2 separate regions of the Mus musculus genome follow, and region 2 is linked to region 1. Evidence: chromatin contacts called from public Hi-C data. All regions are on one chromosome and are shown on one strand. Each heading gives the region's core, a stretch centred on a gene start, on an enhancer-like site or on the middle of the called end of the contact. The rest is flanking DNA. Distances are from core to core; before and after follow the strand shown.

Region 1 (2,803 bases), core at 221-2,720:
AAGACTGAAGAGAAATTGAGGAAATGGCTAACCAATAACTGGCCCAAATTGAGGTCCATGCCATGAGAGAGAGCCAACCCCTTACACTATCAATGATATTCTGCTATATTTGCAGACAAGCATGTAGCATAACTGTCTTCTGACAGGCTTCACCCACCAGCTGATAGAAACAGATGCAGGTGCTCCACACCAAACAATAGGTGGAGCTTCATAAATCTTGTGGAAGAGGACGAGGAAGGATTGAAGGAGCCAGAGGGCTCAAGGAGAATCTACAGAATAAATTAACCTGAATCCATGGTGGTTCACAGATACTGAACCACAAAAAATAAAAATAAAATAAAATAAAAAAGCATGCCGAGGCTGAACCTAGGCCTTCTCCACATTTGTAGCAGATGTGCAGCTTGGTCTTCATGTGGAAGAAGGGGCTGTCTGTTGCCTGCCTTTGGATCCCTTTCCTCTAACCGGACTGTCTTGTCTTACCTCAATGGGACATGATGTGCTTAGTCCTGCTGCAACTTGATTTGCCAAGTCTTCTTGATATACATTGGATATCTCATCATCTCTGAGAAGAAAGGGAAGGGGGCTTAGGGGAGGGGACATGAGGGGTAGGGACTGGAAGGAGAGAAGGAAGAGAAGCTGCAATCAAGATGTAAAGTGAGGGGGCTGGTGAGATGGCTCAGTGGGTAAGAGCACCCGACTGCTCTTCCGAAGGTCAGGAGTTCAAATCCCAGCAACCACATGGTGGCTCACAACCATCTGTAACGAGATCTGACTCCCTCTTCTGGAGTGTCTGAGGACAGCTACAGTGTACTTACAATAAATAAATAAATAAATCTTTAAAAAAAAAAAAAAAAGATGTAAAGTGAATACATAAAATTAAAAAAAAAAAATTCGGACAGGCCCAAATCTAGGGATATGCTACAAAATGACTGACCAATAGTCTTTGCCTATGCCAAGACTATGAAAGGAAAAGAAGCAGTGAAAAAAATCATAGAATAAAAGAATTCAAGAACACATATGAAGGGTAATATAGGATCTAAAATTATACTCTAAAACACAGCATATTTTACATATATGGTATATAAATAAAATATAAGCATATTTAGGTGAGAATACGTGAAGTCATATAATTCTGAAGTATTAAAGCATAGTTCCAATGCACCTAGCAGCTTGACAACATCACATGCTATTGAGGTCAGTTTGTGATTGCTCACTTGTGCTTGTTCATATTCATTTATTCATTCACTCATTCATTCATTCACATTCTTCCTTCTTCCCCCACCATCTTTCAGGTTTCCTCCTCCCTTTGCCTGCATTCCCTGATTCTCTCACTCTTAGCCTCTCCCCTCCCTCATTCCTCATCCTTTAATTTCACTCACAATATTTTAAAGCCACAACACAGGATTGAGTCACACATGGAATGAGTGAGTCAGCTGAAAGGCTTGACTCATGTCTTAGCCAGTAATCATATTGCTAAAGGCACATACTTCCATGAAATGCTAAACCACAGCTCTCCAGCACTCAGCAGTCACAGAACAGAGTAGGCATAAGCTGCAACCACTGAGCCTTGCTCAAATTGCAGATTTAGGAATGTAATTGTCCTTTTAAACACACTAAGTACAGTTGTAATTTGTTGGTCCAGAAAAAAGATAACTCAGGCAGCTTCCCTAAAGCAATATAACTCATTGTCATTAAAATCAAAGGGAGGGGACTGGAGTGTTGGCTCATCAGTTAAGAGCCCTGACTGCTCTTCCAGAGGTTCTGAGTTCAATTCCTAGCAATCACATGGTAGCTCACAACCATCTGTAATGGGATCCGATACACTCTTCTGGTGTGTGTCTGAGACAGCTGCAGTGTACTCATATAAGTAAAAATAAATAAATCTTTTTTAAAATCAAAGGGAGGGACCTTAGATGAAATGTCCTATAGTGAGGAGAAGGAACTTATAGAATCCACCTCCAGTAGAAAGATAGGGCATCAAGTGGAGGGATGAGGTTTCCATCCCACACTCAAAAGCTCTGACCCAGAATTGTTCCTGTATGAAAGAACTGTAGGAACAAAAATGGGGAAGAAGCTTTCGGTCTGGGCCAGTGCCTCTAGCAGACCTTGGGACTGAACTCCACAACCAATCCGACAACACCCAGAGGAAGATCTACTTCTAGGCACTCTAAAACTCCCAGGATCATAGGATCAGAGGTGAGGAGGACACAACATCCCAACACCCGAAGTAACTGGGACCAGCAGGAACCATGCACCCAGGAATTCAGCCTGACCAGTGGCACAGGTTCTTTCCAGTCTGTGGGCCAGTGACCTGAGAGGCCTTGGGAACGACCTCTGTAGTCAATCCCACAAGTCCCAGAGGAAGATCCTCTCCCTGGCACGCTAACACTCCCAGGACCACAGGATCACTGGATCAAAAGATCACAGGAGTTTAGACACACCATGCTCTCAGGGTCCCAGAGGCAGTTTGACTCCCAGGAGCTCTGACACACCCAGGATCTCAGGATCACAGGATCACAGGATCTCAGGATCACAGGATCACAGGATCACAGAGACAACTGAAATCTGGGGAGTTCTGCCACAACCAAGATCACAGGAAGAACAGGCTCCAGTCAGATATAGCAAGGGCAAGTAGCCATTTTTACAATGTTGATCCTGCCAATCCATGAGCATGGGAGATCTTTCCATCTTCTGAGATCTTTTTTAATTTCTTTCTTCAGAGACTTGAAGTTCTTATCATACAGATCTTTCACTTCCTTAATTAGAGTCATGCCAAGATATTTTATATTATTTGTGACTATTG
Region 2 (2,803 bases), core at 180-2,679, 130 kb after region 1:
TTCACTGAAAGTGGATTGGTCAAAGAAGTCCCAAGTGCATGAAGGTATGTATCTAGATAACCATAACCAATTAGAAACAAAAGTGCAAAGAAGGTAAGTTAGTGCTTCTTGCCAAAGGAATTTGTTGGAATCTTGGAAGAGGGTAGACTGATAATGTCCATCATAGGAGAGCTGAATAATTTTTACATGTGTCCCAAACCACACTCTAATGTACTTAAAATATCAGATGTTACTCAGTGGTATAGTTATACCCATTTACAATATCCATCTCCTGTGTTAAACCAAACAGCTTACTGGAGCCAGAGACTGTATATTATCTTCCTAAATATAGCTGGCTTGGTGATTTCAATAGAATGGATGCTCAGTTATCATGTGCCGAATGAATGACTATAAATTGACTGTATTGTTAAGGCACAGTAACAGCACATAGAGATTCTCTGCTTCAGTAGGAATGCTCTTGTGCATTATTACTTTTGTAAGACCAGCCCTACCCCAGTAGATAATTTTCTCAGAGGCATCTCTTTCCCTCAGCAGGAATATTATTACAAAGGCCATAAAACCGCATCTGCTGACTTATATTCTAGAAGGAATGTAATGACCAGCTTGCAAATCTCTCGTTGTCTACAGAAAGTTTCTACATTTAAGTCTTACTTTCCCAAAGCAAGAAATTTAGTTTGGTGAAGTGGCTTGCACAGTTTTCTGGCAAATATATTTTAAAGCAGACCTGAATATCCACATATATAATAGATTGGGATTGCAAAAAAGGAGAGCAACAGAAAACCTTCAACAAATGTTTTATTGTCCTTAAAATAATGATTCTCATTGCTTCACAAAGGAAAAAAATCACAACCAAACCAGTCTGATAGTAATGACATAGATTGTTTTTAAACTGCACAGTACAAGAACATCTTTCTTAAAACCAATAAAGCATTGCCACTAGTGATAAAGATGTTATTCCATGGAACAATCATGCAGTTTTCCACAATTTAAGATGTACTGTGACATTATGCTAAAAATATCAAAGGCAGTGGCTACCAAATGATAAGCAATTTTAGAAATGCTGGTGGAATAAACATATTAGAAAAGAAGATACTCTAAGAGATGCAAGTTAATCCAAAGATCAGTATCCCGAAGCACAAAACCTGTCCTTCCATGCCCTGAGATCTTGGACAAGCAATTCTAAGCTTTCCCATTTCTCTTGGCATGAGCACTCTCTGTCTGCTGAGCCTTAGTTCCTAGTTTCTTCTTAGTGATGCTCTAGGGCTAAATAAGATAAAATTTATGGGCTATGCTTTAAGCTCCATTGACGTAAGGCACTAAATAAGCTTGAGGATAATTTATGAAATCTGATCTTACAGCAGTCATGCCCCAATCCATCTAATAAAAGAGAGTGAGGCAGGAATAGGAGGCCTATACTGAGTATTTGGTGAAAAACTCAGCAAACTTTGGACAACGGTAGTAAGGCCAAACAACACAGCTTTAAATCTACAGAGTCCTTGACTCACAAAAGAGAATTCCACACACATTAAAAAAGAAAAACTCCTTCAAATGCCCAGTTAATAATCCACTTGCAGAACAGCTGCTATATGAGTCAGAGCAGTGTGTTGCTGTAGCCCTAGTCTGAGATCCAATATTTAATTTCCCTTTGATTTACCATAATTATTTTTAAAGACTTTTTGGTTCTCCTCCAGTGAACATGTATATCAAGGAGCAAAAAAGATGCTGTCTTGTTTTCCTTAGGCTAGCTCCCCCTGCTTTTCTTCCATTCTTCAATTATGTCTGACTTTCTCTACCATTTAATCAGTGTCTCTTTAGGAAATCAAGCTGCACAGAGAACAATATTGTAGTTTGAAGGGTTTAACCAAAACACTTAAAAAGCTAGCACTTGTAGAAAATGTGTGTGGCTACTAAGAGTAATTTTGTATCTCTTGAAAATCCAAGTTGATCAAAATACTTAGTTACTAATCCTGTCATCCAGAAACTGGGAGAACTCTAATCACTAACCAGTCGTCCTTAACCAATAAACCAATACCATTTCCAAAGTCATAAATCTATAGTCTTCTCAAACACACTCTCTGACCTGCAGGAATGTGTTTGCTTGGAATTGTTAAAAAGGAAACTTAGAAGGAATGCACTATTTATATAAGCCTGGCAAACTTCGGTGTTCAGGAATAAAAATGAGTATTGACAAATCAGAATGGCTACACCAGAGAAAAGGCACATATATTTCTAACACCTCACATGATGCTGTTTGTGTTTAGAAATACAAGCCAAGGTCACTTTAAACCATGGATAAGAGGAAGAAAAGGCTGCTGCCCTTCAGAAGTGTATCCATTCGGAGAGGAGGAAGTCAAGGGGAAAATCACTCTCCTCAGACTAATGCAGTGTAATTGTTTTCCTTATGATGATGTCCTTCCATTTTTCTCTCTTTGGAAGTTCCCATGGTTACAAAAGGATATGGTTCACACTTACATTTCTTTTATAAAAGAATGACAAGTCACAAGGATGCAAAATTGACCTCCTGTGGTTCATCTGAATTTGTCATTTTGCTTTTGAAAATTTTCTATTGGCCCACTTAACCAGCACGCCATGTACAATGAATAATGTGTTGGGGGTAGGAAAATGCCTATACTAGATTAAAAATATTTAAAAAAAAAAACAAGAAGTACTCACCACTTCAATGCCATTACAATTTTATCCTACATATACTCTTAAATGTGATAAAAATGCCCTACATAAATACACACTAACACTAAGTTAATTAACACTATAGGTGTTGATTAAAAAAATAATGTTCTAAAGA

Evidence for each region. A called contact is a pair of places that touch in the nucleus more often than the background predicts.
Region 2: a Hi-C map of the C2C12 cell line shows a contact between it and region 1, with 2.8 times the contacts expected there. The contact joins two enhancer-like sites. A contact is called at or near these places in 3 of 484 Hi-C or Micro-C datasets (the C2C12 cell line, adipose-derived mesenchymal stem cells and embryonic fibroblasts) and 1 of 9 other capture datasets (pancreatic islet).

Annotation. Positions count from the first base shown.
Region 1 is chrX:157,027,656-157,030,458 of GRCm38.p6, forward strand. No RefSeq gene overlaps it. Among named protein-coding and RNA genes, the nearest start is that of Gm52451, 230 kb to the right of the region's middle. Within about 2 kb of position 1,471, at least 29 of the 459 cell types and tissues checked have an H3K27ac peak or open chromatin away from gene starts, as enhancers often do. A contact at or near this core is called in the C2C12 cell line, where this site is marked.
Region 2 is chrX:157,161,297-157,164,099 of GRCm38.p6, forward strand. Phex (phosphate regulating endopeptidase homolog, X-linked) reads right to left here. Exons shown (of 22, transcript NM_011077.2): 22 at 779-2,803. Among named protein-coding and RNA genes, the nearest start is that of Gm52451, 98 kb to the right of the region's middle. Within about 2 kb of position 1,430, at least 1 of the 459 cell types and tissues checked has an H3K27ac peak or open chromatin away from gene starts, as enhancers often do. A contact at or near this core is called in the C2C12 cell line, where this site is marked.